2 separate regions of the Mus musculus genome follow, and region 1 is linked to region 2. A link is a contact called in public promoter capture Hi-C data. All regions are on one chromosome and are shown on one strand. Each heading gives the region's core, a stretch centred on a gene start, on an enhancer-like site or on the middle of the called end of the contact. The rest is flanking DNA. Distances are from core to core; before and after follow the strand shown. Region 1 overlaps Rgs3 (regulator of G-protein signaling 3). Region 2 holds the start of Fkbp15 (FK506 binding protein 15).

What was found. Promoter capture Hi-C pulls out the DNA fragments that hold promoters and counts their contacts.
Region 1: a contact with region 2 is called in a promoter capture Hi-C map of neural stem cells. The contact joins the enhancer-like site here to the promoter of Fkbp15 in region 2. A contact is called at or near these places in 2 of 39 promoter capture datasets (the C10 cell line and neural stem cells), 1 of 484 Hi-C or Micro-C datasets (granulocyte-monocyte progenitors), 1 of 115 datasets of contacts at active chromatin or transcription factors (bone marrow-derived macrophages) and 2 of 9 other capture datasets (adipose tissue and liver).

Annotation. Positions count from the first base shown.
Region 1 is chr4:62,659,456-62,662,155 of GRCm38.p6, reverse strand. The region is part of intron 10 of Rgs3 (regulator of G-protein signaling 3); the gene reads right to left. It overlaps Gm52741 (a long non-coding RNA gene), which reads left to right. Exons shown (of 3, transcript XR_003955422.1): 2 at 503-589; 3 at 779-2,311. Among named protein-coding and RNA genes, the nearest start is that of Gm52741, 9.1 kb to the left of the region's middle. Within about 2 kb of position 1,420, at least 129 of the 459 cell types and tissues checked have an H3K27ac peak or open chromatin away from gene starts, as enhancers often do. A contact at or near this core is called in neural stem cells, where this site is marked.
Region 2 is chr4:62,359,344-62,362,043 of GRCm38.p6, reverse strand. Fkbp15 (FK506 binding protein 15) reads left to right here and starts at 1,448. Exons shown (of 28, transcript NM_001045528.2): 1 at 1,448-1,674. The coding sequence starts at 1,622. It overlaps Slc31a1 (solute carrier family 31, member 1), which reads right to left and starts at 1,343. Exons shown (of 5, transcript NM_175090.4): 1 at 1,201-1,343.

The DNA of each region.
Region 1 (2,700 bases), core at 171-2,670, 300 kb before region 2:
TGTATTCAGCTCCCCCCACCCCCCACTTTGTGTGTGTGTGCGTGTGTGTGTGTGTGTGTGTAAGGAAACAGATGATCAGAAAAGTGAAGTGATTTGTTCAAGGTCACACAGCAAGTACTAGATAAGTCACTACTCAAGACCAGGGCTTCTGAATCCCTACCCTGGTTTTCTCAGAGGCAGGTGTGTGTGTGTGTGTGTGTGTGTGTGTGTGTGTGTGTGTGTGTGTGTGTGGAGAGGGGTACCCTCAGACTTAGAGAACCAGGGTGTTATGATCAGGTTTTCTTCCCTCTGAGGATGCCTGCATGAGCGTGGAGATAGGGTTTAACCCTGGCCAGATTGCATCATAGATTAAGCCGGGTGTGGGCCTGCTGGTATCTGCATAGCCTCTGAAGCAAGAGTAAAACCTCTGAACCAAACCTCAGCTCTGGTCCCAGGGCTCATGGCCCTGGGCAAAAAAAAGCCACTTCCTCTTTGTGATCCTGTTTCTTCTTCTCTATTATAGAATAGAAGGAGGGACCCGCCCATCAGTTGAATTCAGGCCTCTGACCGCTACAGAGCATCTCCTATGAGCCATGCAACATGAAATAAGGTATGGCCTCCGCTTGCCCCTAAGGAGCTTGCAGGCTTTCCGGTGTGGCAGACCTTACTGCCTGGTTCACCATGCTAATAGGCATGGAACACACTCCTCTGGCAAGCACAGTGTGGGCGGGGACAGCCATCTCTGAGGCACACCTCAGAAAGGGTGTGTCAAAGAGGTGCTAAGCCCTGGTCTCCCTAGGGACTGCAGCCGCCAGGGACATTGAAAGTGAACAATGGTGTCAAGGAACAGCCTGCCCATGGGAAGTCACAAGAACTTTTGGGAGGGACACTCCCACCCATGGAGCCAGAAGAGCATGGAGAGTCAAGCTGTGACCTCGGGAGAGCCCTTCAACAAGGCACTGATGACCCAGCCCTGTCAGGCCTTCTCAGCTGGAATGAATGGTCTGTGGTTGCAAGGAAACAGTTGACCCACTAATGTGTGCAGACATTAGCTGTGTGATCTCAGCAAGTTTAACCTTTTGAAGATCCAGTACCTACAAACTAGGTAGAGCAGGAGTCTATTCTTAAGGGGATACCATACCACATCAGGCTCTAGTGAAGGTCAAAGAGAAAGCGAAGGGCAGGAGTTAGAAGCCATGCCTGGCTCACACAGGAGTGTCTGGCAGATCATCCAACACTCAATGGCTGGGGAGTGGCAGCCTTTCTAGAGACTAGCTTGGAGCAAAAGGAAAGTAAGACAGAGCACAGAGGCAGGTTGTTCTCTGTTCCTTAAGAGTTAAAAAAAAGAGAAGAAAGATGGCCGAGTCCTAACATAAAGCAGTCTGCCCTCAGCCTGGCCAGCAGTGGAGGGAGGGAGGGCAGGAGGTCTGGAGGCAGCCAGAAAAGCAGTGGAGCTGGGGAAAAGAATGCTCTGCGGAGAGGGAGTGGGAGGAGGGGGGCTGAAATCTGATCCCTTCGGTTCCCAGTTACTTAGATCTGTTGGTCTAAACCCAGTGGATTAGCAAAACCCAGGCTCAGATCCTGGCAGAGGGGAGCCCTCTTCACTGCATTTGGGTTAAGTCTCTATATTCTGTACCTATGCTCAGACTAGCAGGCCCGAGCCTAAGCTACTCTTCCCTGCCTCTGTCATCATTCCTTTACTGCCAGGGTGCCCCCATGACGGTGACCAATGATCCTGCTGAAAGCCAGACTGAGAAGGGGAAGGTCCTCCAGGGAGCTTGCCGCCGCCGGAGAGCATCTCTGCCTTTCACGGCAGACTTTTGTCAAATCCTGTGGAAATAGGTTTTTCTGGTTTTGTTTGTTTGCTTGTTTGTTTTCAACCTGGGCCACCACTTAGGAAAACTATCGCTCCTCACTTAATCTGTCTCCAAAGCATGCTTCCTCCGTGGAAGAGACCAAGATGTCTGAGACAGCCATCATTGTCTCCTGCCTCTCCTGGAGGCTCATGGGTGACTTTTCTTCCTTCTGTCCCTCAAAACACCTTTGCATCCACACAGGACAAAGGACTGGGTCTCTCACCAGCTGAGCCACCACAGGTTCAGTCACCTAATGCTTCAGAAGCCTTTACTGTTTTGTTCGTAAGATGTGTCTGTTTAGGGGAGTCTAAGCTCGGCGGGACCCCCCTGCCCTCTCCAAAGCGCATGCTCCCTGCAGGGTTCTCACTGAAGGAATGCATCCACGTGGCAAAGCTGCCCGTGCCTGTACTGTGGAGAACCTTCTTGGTGCCTTGGAGTTGACTGTGATTAGTAAGGGTCTTGATGACAGGAGTCGGAGGGGAAATTAATAATAATAATTATTATTATAATAGTAATAATAATAAGACATGTACAAATAAGAATCACCATTCTCAGAAGGTCTGTATAATTCCAGCTCCCAAAGGGCCAAAGGACTCAGGCAATGAGGGCTTCTATGAGAGATGAGCTTCAAAGGACTCAGAGTGGGAGACACAGAAATGGGATCCCAGAACGGGTAGGAGACTCAAAGAGGCACTTTGTATTCAAATCTCACAGATGGCCTTTCAACAATAAAGTGGCTGTGCTCCCGACCTCCCCGCTCCTGGGGCCGGAGACACCACCCAAGACAATTAGCCCATCAGGAAAGAAGTCGTTGTGTGCTTCTTAGCGTGATTTATGTGGCAGGGAGGGGGCCGGCGTGGTTCCC
Region 2 (2,700 bases), core at 199-2,698:
GACCAAGCAACCCAGACAGTTCACAGCCAGTACAGCATTTTTATCTTTCTGGAAGCTACCTATAAAAGACAAGAGCCACTGCTTGGCTCTTTGGGTCGCACGGGGGAAAAAAAAAACCGAGAGTAAATTAAGGAACAAGGGAACAAAGCTAAGTTATATTATTCAATCTAATAAAAAATTAATGAGAATCCACTGTGGGCAAGAAGACTTACAAGTTAGTAGTTCAAAAACTGTAATAAAAAGCCCCACAGGGGAAGTGCCAAGAGGTACAAAGTTCTCTGGGAGAGAGCTTCCAATCTCTTTAGTATCATCAGAAGAGACTAAAACATTCCGGAAAGGGACACTTACAGGATCAACCTGACTGGGAAGAAAACCAGAAAGAACTCCAATGAGAACTGTGGAAATGGACACTGGGACACACTATCTGCTTAGCCACAGCGTGGCTAAGCAAGATCGTTCAAAAAAAAAAAAAAAAAAACCCAAAAACAAAAACAAAACAGGCTAACCAAAGAAATATAGAAGAAAGACATGCAACAGAGTGGGCGAAAACTGGAGGCAGAAAAGTCAGCGACAACCAATGTTGACTTAAAACCTTGGCAACAAAACTCAGCTCAGCAAAACTGGATTGAGGACTTTCTACCTTCAAAGTCTCGTCCATCATCCACCCTCCCGAATATCCCAGCTCTTCTGGACCTCTCTTATCTGGACTTTAGAAACAGGGTCCTTTCCCAAGTCCTATGCCACACAGTCTAGTTAAGGGCCAGGCTTCCTCACTCATCAGCTCTCTAAACCCTGATACAAAGGACCAGGTCTGCTCTTCACTCTGTGTGACCTCGGACTAGTCACCCAAGTGGCTAGTTCTTCTGTCTTCTTGCCTGCAGATCAGTTTATTACGAAGAGACCCGGATCAGACTCGATGATTTCAGAGATTTAAAACCTTGAAAAAGCGCATATGGAGACACTGGACACGCGGTCCTTTGCGTAGATGGGGAAACTGAGGCACCGAGCACCCTGCCCTAAGGTCATAACAGCAATGTCGCTGTAAGATCCCTGCCACTGTTCGGCTCAGATCCCATGACTTCTAGTCCGGGGCTCTTTCTCCTTCCGCCCAGCTTAAGGGAGCTGCGGGGGGTCCAGGGTTCGGGAGGGAAAAGGACAGCGAACACGCCGGGTTTGGGAAAAGGAGGGGAGTGACCTTACCTTCACAGGGTAAGCCCCGCCGCCTTAGTCTTCCTCTCAGAACTGGATCCCCTAGTCCGGTACGGACTTCTACCAAGCCCCCGCCACTACTGCCCGGCTCGACGTGTCCCACGACCGCAGTAAAGGCCGCGGATTCCCGCCCTGGACCCGCCCCCTGGGTGATCCCACCAATCACCGCTCAGAACCTAGGAACTCCACCTCCTCGGAGGGCTGGTGAGGCCTTGCGTCACTGGGAGCTCACCTCCTCATTTGCCTTTGCTCCACCTCCTCCACCGCTGGGTCTCCTCTGGGCCTCACTACCCTGAGAGAGTTTGTCCTGCCGGAAAGCAGCTCGCCGCCACGGCGTTTTACGTTACCGGCGGTGACAGGCCCTGGGAACATCCAACTTCCTCCTCCCTTCAGCTGGGCGAAAGCCGACGTGATGTTCGGTGCCGGAGACGAGGATGACACCGACTTCCTCTCGCCAAGCGGCGGGTGAGTGATTGAGGAACGGGACCCGAGCGCTGGGCTGAGAGACTGGCGCGGTGGCTGCAGGGGTCGGGCTCTTCTCAGGCCGCTTCCCAACTTCCGGGTCTAGACAGACCCTCGGCGCGTTCCACCGCTCAGCCTTCGCATTCTGAGTAGCGGTGTCACCTCGGCCCGTCTGGGTTCAGGAACTGGAACCTCCCTTGACACCCTTTTGCTTTGTGAATCACACTTTCTCCAGTGAAATGGAGAGGATTGCTGGGGAGACTGCTTGCCTCGGAGTTTATATAGGAGTCAGCTCCTATAATAAATATACGAGCTGTAAACTCAAGAGACTTTCTCTTCCCCGAGAACAGGATGGTGACACTTTGAACCAGGACCTGGTGGGCCATCTCTGGCATCCTTCAAAGCCTACTTCAGAGGTTACCTTTTTGGTGATTCTTTGCTTTCACAGTCCCGGGAGGAATAGTCTGCTTCATCTTCCATATTTCCACAAGCCTTAGCACATGGAACCTACTGAAATCTAAGCCCTGACTGAACTGCTTATGGTTGCTCATTTCTGTCTAGGTCTCAGAACAGTAACTCCTGGTGCACATTGATTGCTCACGAAGTGCCTGCGAAATTATGCTTTTTAAGCCCTAAGGTGTAACGCCAATGGGAAAGACTATTCGTTTTCTTCTGCTTTCAAACATCATATATGCCATCTTGGGAGAGAAGTCTTTAACGGCAGGCTAGATCCACCCCACCCCCCCCCTTTAATAATTAGCTCAGTGTTTTCCCTTGCGTTGTCCTAGTGGACCTCATGTCTCCCTTCAGACTTGTTAACTGCAAAGCTCACATCTTTGCACAGCCCTTCTTTGAACGCCTGCTTTACAAGTTTTGTGCATAGTGATGAACCTACTTAAGAATGACTGACACATCATCCTACCAATAATGATTAGTCTCCTAGAATACTGGGCAGTCAATACAGGAGTGACCATAAGATGACTGGCTTTCTTTTGATTGTGTGTGTGTGTGTGAGAGAGAGATGTATGC